2 separate regions of the Mus musculus genome follow, and region 2 is linked to region 1. Evidence: chromatin contacts called from public Hi-C data. All regions are on one chromosome and are shown on one strand. Each heading gives the region's core, a stretch centred on a gene start, on an enhancer-like site or on the middle of the called end of the contact. The rest is flanking DNA. Distances are from core to core; before and after follow the strand shown.

Evidence for each region. Hi-C and Micro-C count contacts between places; a contact is called where the count stands out from the background.
Region 2: a Hi-C map of liver shows a contact between it and region 1, with 2.2 times the contacts expected there. The contact joins two enhancer-like sites. A contact is called at or near these places in 16 of 484 Hi-C or Micro-C datasets (the C2C12 cell line, adipose-derived mesenchymal stem cells, bone marrow-derived dendritic cells and 7 more) and 5 of 115 datasets of contacts at active chromatin or transcription factors (bone marrow-derived macrophages and embryonic stem cells).

The regions. Positions count from the first base shown.
Region 1 is chr6:34,523,776-34,530,585 of GRCm38.p6, reverse strand. No RefSeq gene overlaps it. Among named protein-coding and RNA genes, the nearest start is that of Gm32942, 9.7 kb to the left of the region's middle. Within about 2 kb of position 2,880, at least 11 of the 459 cell types and tissues checked have an H3K27ac peak or open chromatin away from gene starts, as enhancers often do. A contact at or near this core is called in liver, where this site is marked.
Region 2 is chr6:34,657,886-34,664,695 of GRCm38.p6, reverse strand. It overlaps Cald1 (caldesmon 1), which reads right to left. Exons shown (of 14, transcript NM_001347100.1): 2 at 2,480-2,568. Among named protein-coding and RNA genes, the nearest start is that of Gm13861, 7.4 kb to the right of the region's middle. Within about 2 kb of position 3,690, at least 21 of the 459 cell types and tissues checked have an H3K27ac peak or open chromatin away from gene starts, as enhancers often do. A contact at or near this core is called in liver, where this site is marked.

The DNA of each region.
Region 1 (6,810 bases), core at 1,631-4,130:
TAGTAACTGTCTCCCTGAAAGTACCAAAAACTTTCTAAGTGTTAGACAATGCATGAACCCTAATAAATTCATTGATTTCCAAGGGGAACTTAGGTGGAGCTGTAGTTTTTGTTGTTTGGGGAATGTTATGGGAAGGAATTTTCACAACAGATGATTTAGCAAAATGAGACACCATCAATTTTTTGTTAGCTTCCGCATTCCGCAACTTGAAGAATTAAGTTATTCTGGCTCATAAATTCTTAAGTCTAGGGTCCCTGGCTTACAGAATACTCAGATGGTGGAAGCTGCTTTTGCCGGATCTAGTGACTCACTTCTCAGAGGGACTGCTGTCTCTGAATGGTACAATGTTTGCCAACAGGCAGTCTGAAATTGTAAACTATTTTGTTTCATATTCTTTTCCAAAGAACTCCAACAGAAACGTAAGTGTAAGAGGGCCAAGAACAACACCCCCACCCCCACCATGTCTCCCTCCTTCTGTTGACTATTAGGAACAATCACATCTTTCCAACAGAAGTTCCCCAAGAGGGACCTAGACATGGAGAAGTGGGCAGCACTGGCTTTAACATCAAATGCTGAGGTTTCTGTAAAATATTATGTGCAGGAACTTTCCTAACAATGTACCTGAGTTTAGGGGGAAAGATCAGCGTGGAGGAAGCTTTTCTGCTCACACTCTTAGCTGTGCTGCCATCTTCCATGATCCTGGGCACTCTACAGTGCTCGTCTTTGGTCTTTGCAGAGTTGTTCGGCCAGGGGCAGCGCTCCCGCTGGCTCAGGCTGCTCTGCATGGTAGATGCTTACAACTTGTTCAGTGAAGGATGGGCTCTGCTTCTGCCTTGGAAAATTGGCAGGTGTGTGTGTGTGTGGGGAGGGTGGTTGCTGTTTTTATTTCAGATCCCTATTGTTTGCATTTCCAGGTCTACAGATTGCTTGACTGTTCCAAACAGTCCTGGGTACGTCACTATCAATTCTCTTGCAACCACCCTTGAACATAATTCTTAAGATTTGTCAGGAGGCTTAAAGAGTTGACAAGTCTCAGTGAGAGAAGTTGGTATTTTACGTTCTCAAAGCTCATTGATTGACTCTGTGTGTGTGTGTGTGTGTGTGTGTGTGTATTTATTGTGTGTCTGTGTGTGGGTGTGGGTGGGTGTGTATTCTCCCACCCTTTCTTTGTATTCTTTACTAACCCACTTCTTTGTTTCTATTCCAACAATAAAAACCACAGCTGTTGAGTGTTAGGAGTCTTCTACATTCGAGAAACAATGCTGGGAGCTCTGTGCTCCTGTTAACTCACTACTGATCTGTACTCTGAGTGGATGTGATTGGCCTTACAGATAAGGAATCAGAGGCTCCATAAAGCATTCTTCAATAATCAAAAGCATCATAGTATTTTCATAATTACTCAAAGATGTCTCCCCTGGCACTTACCATCTATCAGCTACCTACAGTGTGGCTTTGGGGGTCTGGGAGGCACCACTTGAACTCTAGTGTCACCAGATCACTTTAGTGGGACTTTGAAGGAGTTGCTTAACTCTTCTAGGTCTGTCCCCTGGGTGCAGTGTGCTCCAGTGAACTCTCACTGCTGAGTCCTGAAGCCTTGTCAGGGGCTACAGTGGTCTACCTGGTTCTCAGTCAGCTCTTCCCCTAGCCAGGCTACAGGTCATTCTCAGTCCCACCAAAGTCTCCAAGAACCCTTCTGTTAGCCAGCATTTAACCATTCTTAATGAAAGCGTGTGTGTGTGTGTGTGTGTGTGTGTGTGTGTGTGTGTGTGCGCGAATTCCACTGCATCTTACTTCTCAAAGGTTCTACGGCCTCTTGACAGCACTGTATCTTACTTCTCAAAGGTTCTACAGCCTCTTGACAGCACTGTCCTGGGCACAAAGAGTTTGACATATGGGTCTCTGGGACACTGTCAATGTATGCGCGCGCGCGCACACACACACACACACACACACACATGTTTTGGAAGGTAATGCATTGAAGGCAAAGACCAGTATTAGATGTCTTCCTCTGACTCAGCTAGACCGGCCAGTAAGAAATCCCCTGGGATGCTCCCCCCTCCATCTCCCAAAGCACTGGGATTAGAGACTACCCAGCTTTTTACTCCATTGCTGGGGATCCAAAGTCAGGATGCCATGTTTGTTCAGCAAGTGCCTTACCCCCGCTCCATCCCTTCACCCCAAAGAGAATCCACTTATTTGATTAGGGGGTGTTTATTTTGGCTCCCAGATATGAAGTTTTCAGTCCATGACCTATTGGCCCATGAGTTGGGCCTGTGGTGAGATAAACACATTGTGGTGGTGACACAGCAGGGACAAACTGCTAACCTGATGACTGGAAATCAAAAGAGAGGAAGAAGAAAAGACCAGAGTCCCACAGTCCCTTTAAGGAATGTGTCCTGAGTGACCAGAGGAATTCCACTGCATCTCACTTCTCAAAGGTTCTACGGTCTCTTGACAGCACTGTCCTGGGCACAAAGACTTTGACATATGGGTCTCTGGGACACTGTCAGTGTACTAACTAGAGAAAAGTTCTTACCAGAAACAGGGGTATCTTGGACTTTTATAATAGGACAGGGATGTTTTGTAGTTCCCAAAATAATCCACATTTCTGCACTACTTTCTAGAAGGGCTCTCCAACACCCACCTCAAACTAAGTGCTTTGGAGAGTGGTACATTACAAAAGGTTTAGCCCTTCTCTCTGCTTTGCTCTCTCTTTACTGGGAAGTTTCCACTGGGTTCCAGGAAAATCTAGCCAACATTTACCATCAGTGTGGAATGGCATCACAGGAAGGCTTAGCAAAGGGCTCTCTGAAGTCCACACTGCAGAAAAGTCTCTGGAGGAAGGTTATTCGAGAATGCTCCTTAGTTGTAAATATTTAAAGTTCTGAGCACGCAGAATGCCAAGTTTGTCTATCCACTCTGCAAATAAATCGACCTATTACTTTACTGTCTAGTGTTACATATTTCCTAATTTATGCATGCCCCAAGTCAAGTTGACCATGCTCTAGACAGGGTTCTGACTACTTCCAGGGTACCTGGAGCAAGCCAGCTACAGAGAAGGCTGCTCCTTTTATTTGCAGTTCATTCTTAGTCCTTGACCTCAGAAAAAGCTGTCTGGAGAGTCTGGACCTCTGCAGAGTTGTATGAGGCAGCTGTTTCTGGTAACTAAGCTGTTCAGCATCATCCTTGGGTGTGGAGGCACCTTCTGACCTACAGCATAGGACCTGTGAAGAGCTAGGGCACCTCCTCTGATACCTTTGTCTTTTACCGACACCTGAGTCTCCTTTCACACCAGCATTAATGCAATCTGCAAAAGGAAACCAGACAGGCTCAAGCCTGAGACCTGGAACTCATACATCCTCACTATTTCTCCATATTCTACTCTATGCTGACTTCCTGTCTCCCTGGGATGGTGCCTCGCCAGAAGGAGTGATGCTGGGCTTGGTCTCTTCTTCTCTACACAGAACAGGTCCAGCCTGGAATAAAGAAGGGAGAGCTAGTCCTTATTGTAAGCAAGAGGTTCTAAAACTCTTCTTGGTTAAGACCTCAACCCCTCAGTCCTTCTCCTAGAGACTTGAATTCAAATGGCTTCCAAACTAGAGTTGAAGTGACCTTGGTGATCACTGAGTCCTCCCCAGCTGATGCGACCTGAGGTTTCAGACCCTGTTCATCTCACTATTCCTGGTTTCGGGCTGAATACCTGATATGAGTCTCTTTATAAAATCCATAGCCAGTCACTGCTTTGGTGACGTTTTATGAAACCTGGGCTGTGGCTCTCCATCTACCTTAATAGCAACAATTCAGCAGTCCTCTGTTCCTCTTCTTCTGTAGTCTGACATCCCACAAGGCCAAGAGAAACAAGAGGATAGGGTTTGCAGCTGAGAGAAACGGCCTTTTGGTTACTTCCTCACCACTGTGTGCTGATGGAGATCTGGTTCAATCCCCTTAGTGTTTACATAGAAAACTCTAAGAGAGGCAAAGAAACTTATCAGAAGTCACACAACCCACAGGAACTGTGATAGGTCTGGGTGCCACTGCTCTGACCCTGGCCCCGGCTCTCATGCCTGTAACCAGAATGCCCTACAGTTATAGATTTAATGGGAAGGGCAGACATAAAGCATGGAGGGTAGACTGTAGAACAGTGTCAGGGAGACACATGTCCAGCTGGAGGTCAAAGCACACCTTAGGTTCTTCTCGTAATTTAGTTCTATAAAATCATCAGCATTGGGGTAGAAAACGAGGCAGAGCCATGTGCTCTCCTGATGATTTGTAAGCACCAATTACATCACAGAGAGGATTAAAGCCCCAGTTTCGGATCATTTGGTTTCTCTCACTTCATTCTTGCCGATAATTCACAAGCAGAGGCAGGCAGTACAGGCAGGACAGCAGCCCCTTTAACTCAGCAGCCTGGAGCCTGACTCTCAGCTCAGCTGCTTCCCAGCTGGGTGGGGCACATCACTTCCTCCCTCTGGGTAGTAGTGCTTTGTCCACTGGGGCGAATTTGCACTAAGGGTGATGGCCAGCAGGTGAGTGAGGAGGGAAGCATTTATGTGGCCTTTTATGTCCCAGAGGGTGATGAGGAATGGCTTGGTGACTTCTGCCACCATAGGATCATCGCAGGTTGATGCACACGCCCACTTTCTGAAATGGAAACGCTCCACAGCTCTTGCCCTCCCCTAAGCATGCACAGCAGTGCTCTGCCTGTGTCAGGGTTCCATATTGTCAACTGGCTGCATGTGGGGACAGAGCCACCTGGGGTCACTCAAGAGTATTGATAAGGCGTACTTCTAGGAGTTTCTCCTCTTCTCTCCAAGAAGCCATCAGAATTCAAAGGGCAGAGCTCAGCAGCCCTGTGACCCTGTCATCTGACAGTGACAAGGCCAGAAGGCCATCTCTCCCTGACCCTTGGAGGCTGCTCCTCCTGACTTTTACAGATACCTGGCCAGAGGCAAAAATATCAATCATTTGCTTTGTCACTGGGTTGGCTGGGGCCCCTCTGGGTTTTCTTGATAAAACAGTGTCTTAAGATACATAGTCCCTATTTGTGATAATAGGACTTTTTAACTATCAGGCTGTCCCATGTCTTCCAGGGCGCCATATTTAAATCTTAGAGCGATTCATCCTCCCTACGGACCAACTCTGGTCTCATACAGCTGCAGAATGGTCTCTAGAAACAGAGCCTATGACAGCCATGTAAGGAAACGTCATACACTGCTGCATGGGAGAGACTTCTGGCCAGAGGTTCATCTTCCTAGGTAGATGTTGTAACAACCAGACTTGTGAAAGCAAAGCATCCATCCTCCAGGAACGTTCTAGAAGCTTCTGACACCTGATGGCACAGAAGGGTTCTAATCCAGTTTCAAAGCTCTGAACTGCGGCCAAGGCCATAATTAAGAATTAATTGCGGCTAGGAAGATGGCGCAGTCAGTAAATTGACTCAGAGGACCTGAGTTAGATCCCCAGGATCCCCTCCCCACAGAGCCCCACAAAAATAGTTGAAGTGAAGTACACTTGTAAAGCTCACAGTACTGACCAGCTAGCTCAACTCTATTTGGCAAGTTTCAGGCCAATGAGAGATACTGATGAGAGAGAGAGAGACTTAGAGAGAGAGAGACTTAGAGAGAGAGAATCGGTTATTTTAAAATAAAAGAGAAAAAGAGAGGACATGAAAGCAGTAGGTGGTGGGTATGGGTATGTATGGGTGGGTACATGCGGGTGCCTCATGGTGGGAGAAGTCATGTTTTAAGAAATTCTGGGGAAAGATAGCAGGAGTGGGGCAGACTATGATACACTGTATGAAATTGTTAAAAAGTAACATTTTTAAAAGTTAAGGTGGACTATGCCAAAGGAAAAACAGCAGTGTGCTAGCATACATGCATGTGTGTGTCCATGCATGCACATGCACACACACAGACAGACAGACACACACACAAACAGCTCACTGAACCTCAGGCCTTTCTAAAGAAAGAAAGATTGAGGGAGAAACTAAAGATAGCCAAGACAAAGCTTGGCTTACACAGCAAAGTCAGAGAAAGTGCTGGCCAGCCAGCAAAGAACCAACACGCTACTGCTTTTAAACTAACAATTCCACCCTGACTTGGGTACCCTGTGTGCATGGAGATATCTCGCTGCAGTTGTGTTGCCTTAAATTTAAGAGACTCCCGTGTAAATATCAAACTTTAAGGTAATAGGATTAAGATATTGACGAGAGGACTTAGTGTGACATAAAGCACACACAAGAAAGAGCATTTCTAGTTCAAGAAGGATTCTCTGAAATCTTTAGAGTCTTTAGAGATTGGATTAAGTCCCTGGGATTTCTGAACCCTTAGGAGTCTTCAAACTATTTCCAGTGGTTTCTTAAAGGCACACCGAAGCCTTAGCTCTGCCCACTAAGCCCACATGAACTCATGAAAATGCTAACTGCTTGGTTGCTTTGAGCTACCATTCCGTTAGGCCAGGGTGATCGTGCTAGCTCACCCTGTCACTCAGTTTCCCTCCTTGGTAAGATGAGCAGGTTTCTTTGAACAGTGTAAGATGGAAATATGGATCAATGAATTAGCAGGGAATTCTTATAAAGCAAGGAGAGCTCAAATGAGCAACGGAAGGTGTCTCTGGTGAAGGGAAAGTGGGGCTCCCCACACTGAGTGCTGGGCCTCTTCTAGGACAAGGAGCTTGGGAGAATCAGTGCAATACCATTTCCTTGCAAGACTAGTGGTGGGCAGATAATAGCCGGTAGCTACTTCTGTGCCTAGACTGCAGCTCATTCACATGACCCCAAGACCCACAGGGAGAGGTTTGGGGAAGCTGCTC
Region 2 (6,810 bases), core at 2,441-4,940, 130 kb before region 1:
TCCAAGTTGAATATTTGTTCTACTTAAATTTTACTGGATGGTTGTGGCTCCAAGTCAGGCGAGTGAGAAGAGTTTGGAAGTCTGTGGAGTCAGAGTATACCATCTTGGAATGCCAGGTGAGACCTTGAGAGTGTGGTTTCAGATAAGCTTGGTCGTTCCTTTCTCTTGGCTGAACGCTCACTATCAACAGGGCTCCTGGCACCACCATCTGCCTTGCTTCCTGTTGTCTGTGCCACACTCTATCCACCAACCTTGGCACCCTCTTCTGTTAGAAGCTGTGCTGGGCAGGGGTGTGTGCTCTCGTGAGCTTCCTCTGAAGGCTGAAGGCAATGTCTTAGCCAGGGAAACCCCATCATTTAGCCAAGCTGACAAGTCTCCATATGAGGGACAAGAATTTATTCTTATACGGCTAACCAACCACAAGGTGGGAAGACCCTGGGAAGCCATGTTACTCTGTCTCCTCAATTTCTAGACAAACATGGCTACACCTAGGCTCTCTGTGGACTTGCCTTGTGACACATGAAAAGGAGAGGGAAGGAGCCTCCTTTAGGGGAGACTTCTGGATAGAGGTGCGTTCCAGGCCTTCTCCCATAAGCCTCATTTTATAACCACTCCCAGAAATTCATAAGAAAACATCATCTTATGAATGTATATATATTCACATTGGAGAAAATCTGAGCTAATTAAGAGACAGAATACTTTGTTAAGGCTGTCCAGGGAAACTCATTCTGTGAAATCCAAGGAAAATGGAAGAAAATAAATTCCTAAACTTCTCTTTCCATCTGGAGCCTCAACTGTTTCTTAACATATTGGCCCACAGTGGTTATGAAGTTGCCCATTCATGCTGCCTGAAACAAGAGCAAAGGCTTCTAGGTGCTTACAACTCAAAGCGTGTCTTTCACGTGCTTACAGGAAAAGTGGTCTTTTCCCTCAAGTCTGTTAGGTGCCTGAACTTAATGAAACACAGTTGGGAGGCACCTCTGCTGGCCACGGGCCACCATTCACTGGATTTTCCCAGTGCAGCTTTTTTTTTTCTTCCAATTTTCTTATTTTATAGAAGTAGAAATTGTATAAGTTCCAGAATCAAGTGTCAGTGGCATTTTGGGAACAGGTCCACAACAATGGGTACCTCCTTCTCGGCTACTTTAGGACCATAAGGAGAGAAGGATGGGAGTGAGTACTTTAAGAGAGCTGGCGTTGCAAAGGGTGGGGGTATACAGAGAAGGAGTTTGTAGAGTCACACAGTCCAAATACACACAGACACAAACATAGAAATACAGACACACACACACACACACACACACACACACACACACACACACACACACACACCCCTACCCCAAGAGAGGTTTTGCTAAAAGAGAACCAAGGATATGAAGAAGAGAAAGGACCCAGGGTGAATAAGGTACAGCTGAAAGAATCCTGAGACAGTAATTGTCTGAATGGTGCTAAATTTCTGAAAACAAACAAGCAAACAAGCAAACCGAAAGTCAAGAACCAAATCAAACCAAAAACCCTTCTTTGAATTAAGGCACCGCCCCCCCCCTCCATTTCCTTTGTTTTCCACACCCTATCTTAGAAAAGCCCTTCTGTGCTCCTCGAGTGGCTGCTTCTACTGGTAGACTTGTGGTGGTTTAAATAAGAAATGCCCTATAGTCACATAGTCACTGGTGATGTTGTTTGGGAGGCTATAGAACTTTTAGGATGTGGAACCTTGCTGCTGGAGGGCGTCTTTGAAGGGTTGCATATCAACCCCATTTCAGGCTCACCTCCCAGTTTGTTACCCTTGAAATGTGATCTCTCTGCTTCCTGTTCCTGCTGCCTGCTGCTACGTTTCCCTGTCATGATGGACTCTGACCTCTCCCGAACTGTGAGCTAAAATAAACACTTTTATCTACTCATTGCTTTTGACCTTGGTTTATTACAGCAACAGAAGAGTGAGCGAGCCACTTGTTTGAAAGGGTAGGTGATCCATTACTCCTGAAATCGCTAGCCTTTTCCCAACGATGAGCTTAGGTGAGGCAGAGGCATCCTCTTTAGTCCCTTAAGACTACAGTATCAGTCATAGTTAGTGAACAGTTCATGTGTCTTAAGAAATCACACATGAAGTTATACACGGTGGCTTACACCTTTAATCCCAGCACTTGAGAGTAGAGGCGGGCAGATCTCTGTGAGCTAAAGGTTAGCCTGGTCTACAAAGTGAGTTCCAGGCTAGCCAGGGCTTGTATCAGGAACAAGCAAACAAATTACATGTATAAGAAAGAGAAATAACAGAAAGTCAGATTATAAACCAGGAAAGTATTCCTCAAAACCTTGATAAAGTCGATCAGATTCACTGAGTGCTAACTAAACAAGAAGAGGAGTAGCAAGCAGGGCTGGGGTTTTTATGAGATAACTTTAAATGCAAGAATTCAGCAAATCAGGCAGAGAGGTTATATAAGTACTATAAGCAGAGCCCAAAGCAACAAACTCTACTTACACAGAAGCAGTCAGGTGTCTACTTCTGAACCTTTGACTGTCCACCCCCGTGGGTTGGATTTGATGATCTTGAAATCTGTTATTGACTATCTGGAAGAAAATGGAAGATTGAATAATTAAGTATAATTACCTATAGTCAATGTAGAGTATTCATTCATTCTTGTATATTTATTTATTATTTATTCTCTGAGTGTGTGCCACAGTGTAGAGTGGAGGTCAGAGGGCACTTGTAGTCATCCCCTTCTACTGTGCAGGTTCTGGGGACTGAACATGAGACCTCAGGCTTGGAGGCAAGTGAGCTACCCACTGAGCCATCCCCCCAACTCTAGAATGCACATTTCAGATATCGATTCTCCCTCAGGTACCATCATTAGTCGAGTGCTGAAGGAAGAACATAGGCCTGGTTTAGAAATAGCTATTGTGCATGGGGAGATGGCTCAGCAGGTAAAGGTGCTTGCTGAATACAAGCTAGACCACCTGAGTTCAGGTCTCCAGAATCCACATAAAGGTAGAGACAGTATCCCAAAGTCTGTAAGCCCAGGGGCATGTGAGTTGGAGTCAGGAGAATCTCCACGAACTGCCTGTCCAGCTTGCCTGCTGAACCCTGGTCAAAGATGGTGGAAAGGTGGGACTTGACAGGAAGGTTGTCCACCAACTTCCACAGTGTACCACATACATAAGAATAAGCCCCCACATGTATGTATGTATGTATGTATGTATGTATGTATGTATGTATGTATGTATATGGGGGGATTATCATACATTTTCATTTTGAAGAAAGTAAATGTCATGTTATCCTAAATGTAAAGGCAGAGAAGGATGTGTGGCCATACACCTACTCTGACAGGACCGACATTTATTTGCCTACTTTCTTTTTCTCTGTTCCTAATATATTCAGCATTCTTACTTTTTGAAAAAGGGAGTGAGTAAAAGGAAACTAGGGAAAGAAGTATGCTAAATGTAGGTGGAAAATCCTTTTTTGTCCTAGTGTCCTTGTGTGCGTGCGTGCATGCGTGTGCACTGTCCTGAGAGTGAGACAGAAAAACAAAGCAAATAACAAAAGAACTGGGAGAGAAGCCTTTCCCTTTGTGCTCGGGTTGCAGGTCTGCAGATGAGAAATGAGTGGATTTTCTACTCTGTTTCAAGGCAATCCCTGTCCGTGGGAACCATCCCTCACCTTATCACTTCTAGCCAGAGCCGACCGTGCAGTGCCAAGCACAGACATTCTGGCTGACCCTGCTCTGAAACCCTTGCCAAGCTCTCTGCAGACCAAGCTGAGTCTAGACCAGACGTACTTAAGGAAGGAAAAGACTGAGGTAAAGGAAGGGAGGGAGGGAGCTAGACACATGGCGAATGAGCCTGTCGTCCTTCCCCAGTCCCTAGCAAGCTGGTGGCAAACAGCCAGGCGCTATTTATTGCTCCTTTGAATTAAGCATCTACCCAGGCATGGGGAGAAATGGGTTATACACGAAAACTTTCACTATGGGAGAACCAGGGTGTAATGACAGGAAAGGAGAGATTGTCTCCTTGTCATCAGACTCAAAATATTTCCAAATGGATACCACGAAAGGGTTTCAGGTAATGTCTTGCTGCAACAAGGAGCCATTGGAAAGGTTAAATTAGGGAACTTAATAAAATTGGCTGATACTTTATCCAGCATGAAGTACCAGTTGAAGAATTAATTTAACATGTTACCTTCCACTGCTGAATTAGGACCCGGAATGTCAACATTATTATTTCTAGCAAATAATACTTGATCCATAATATCCTTTGTACTCATTATATGAAAGTAACAGTAATAGTTATTATTTATTAAGAATTGTGTTAGCACATCACACACTTGTACTTTATTTGATCACTATAAAAACCTTGTAGGATAAGGATTTAAAAGTTCGCTGTGTTTAAGTGGTAAGTTAAGGCCACCAAGCCTAATGACTCCTTGTCACTTCCAGTTAGGAAGTAGTGAAGCCAGTACTCAAACCAGAGGTTGACAAAGCAGGATAGGTTTGTCTGAAGCCACAGTCTGCTTACTTATTGAGTGAGTACTCTGCTCCAGGACTAGGAATGTGATGATGAACAGAGAGTCTATTTTCATGGAGCTTACATGCTGCTCAACTAAAGCCAATGCATACTTTTGATTAAGTAAACTAAACAACAGGATGTTATAGAGGCTACTGGAGTAGGTAGGGTTAGTAGTCTAGTTTGATCATGTCAGTTCTCCCCAAAGTCCATACACTGGAAACCTAATCCCCAAATTCACATGGAATTTGGAATGGAGTTTTGGGAGCCTAATAATCAAGAATAGACCAGGTCACCATGGTAGGGCCATCATGATGGAATCAGTGGCTTTCTGAGAAAGAGAGACCAGAACACTTGGTATCACACACAACATAAAGGATCTAGAAGCCCTCACCTTGGTATTGACTTTTCCAGCCTTAGAAACTGTGAGAAGCCAAGTGCTGTGTGTGTGTGTGTGTGTGTGTGTGTGTGTGTGTGTGTGTGTGTGTGTGTGTGTGTGATTTTGATGGTCTTTCTACACAGCCCTGGCTGACCTGGACTCATTATATAGACCAGGCTGGCCTCAAATTCAGAGATTCACCTGCTTCTGAACTCCTGAGTGCTGGGACTGAAGCATGGGCCACCACACCCAGCTCAATTTCTTTTCTTTACAAATTACCCAACCTGCATCATTCTATTAGCAGCAGAAAATGTACTGAGACCGATGGGGGAGGATGGTCTTTAATGAAGAGTAGATGGCTAGACTGAAGGTACAGCTCATGGAAGAAGACCCCTGCATAGAACTCTGAGAACAATGTTCCAATAGCAAATACTGGTGTGGACTTTTGTATGCTTGTGATTCTGAAACTCATCCACACTGCTCTGTCCCCACGGGATTTGGGGGTGGTCACTCAGAAGGTGTTTTCAGAAGTGCTATCTTTGCTAGGAGACATGAGGGTCTAGGTAGATGCTAGAAGAGGCCAGAAGAACACCAGATACTTTGTGTTGTGGATAAGGTTGAGAGGCACTTCTACACACTTGGGAACATGAAGAGTGTTTCGTGTGGTCTTACATGTGTTCCATTCAGTCTTTTGTGGTGGATGATAAGACAGAACATTTATCTAATGACCTGCAGAGCAGGGAAAGCTACAGGACGTGATGCTCACAATGGGAAAGGAACGGGAAGCAACTCTTCCAGCCTCGGTTGGCAGGGAATCAGGTACCCATGGAGATGGATATTAAAATAAAATATTTAAAAATAGATCTGTGGAGTTTATTCAAAAATGAGTCAGTGGTAAATAAAACATTAGTACTTGTCTCTGCCTCGCTTGTGTAGTTTAGTATGGAAGTTGGAAGTCTGTTAGAATGGAGGGAATGGACAATTTTAGGGCATTTACATAAACACCAATGAGCAGACAGATCTTGAATGAGTTGCTTAACTATCCTGGTCTCTCGGTTCCTCAGCCCAATATAAAGCACTTGAAGAATAGTTTTTTAAGATATCTTCAACTCATCTGGTTTATATATAGTTATTTGATCTTTTAAGGGAATAAGGGAAAGAGATGTGTTATGAATCCTAACACATGTGGAAGACCTTGTAACTGTGAAAAAAAAGGCCAGTTCACTCTCCTTCCAGGACCACCCAGTACTATCCCATCCCTAACACTTCTAAGAGATGAGTATATTAGAAATAATAACATATTGCATAGTAGTGTCTAGAGCTTACTGAGTGTCTGCTATGTCCAAGGGACTTGGCATGTGTTACCTTGTTCAGTGTTCACCATCTTAAAGTAAAGAAACAGATTCAGGATCATTGCTGCATAGTTAATAATGATAGAGTTGAAATGTAAGCCATAATAGTCTTACTCCAAAGATCTCTCCCTGACTAAACACCGGGAGTTATCATAGTTGCTAAGGCTTTTCTAGAACCAGTTACAAAACCTGATATGAAGCAGGCTTTTGATGAGCTTGTTGAGTGTGTATAGACCAACTGAGGTACCTGCCTAGAGGAGACTAGCTTGGGACAGCCCAATGTTATGATTGGAGACAGCTGAAAAACTTGACTAAAATATAAGATCTCTCCTGAGGCATCAGAAAGCTGCTGCAATAGCCGGAAGCTCAGGGGTCACCATCCCAGAGAGAAGGAAAGCGGTAGAGCTCCCATTACCCCCAAATCCAGTGCTTTCTACCAAGACAGCCACTGTTCTCAAACAAGATGGCATAAGAGGACTGCAAAACCCCACAAGGCAAGGCAGCACATGCTTGTAATCTTAGCAGTGGGGAGCTGAGGCCAGCCTGAGCTACAGTATTGAGCTCAAGGTCACTTTGGCCTAT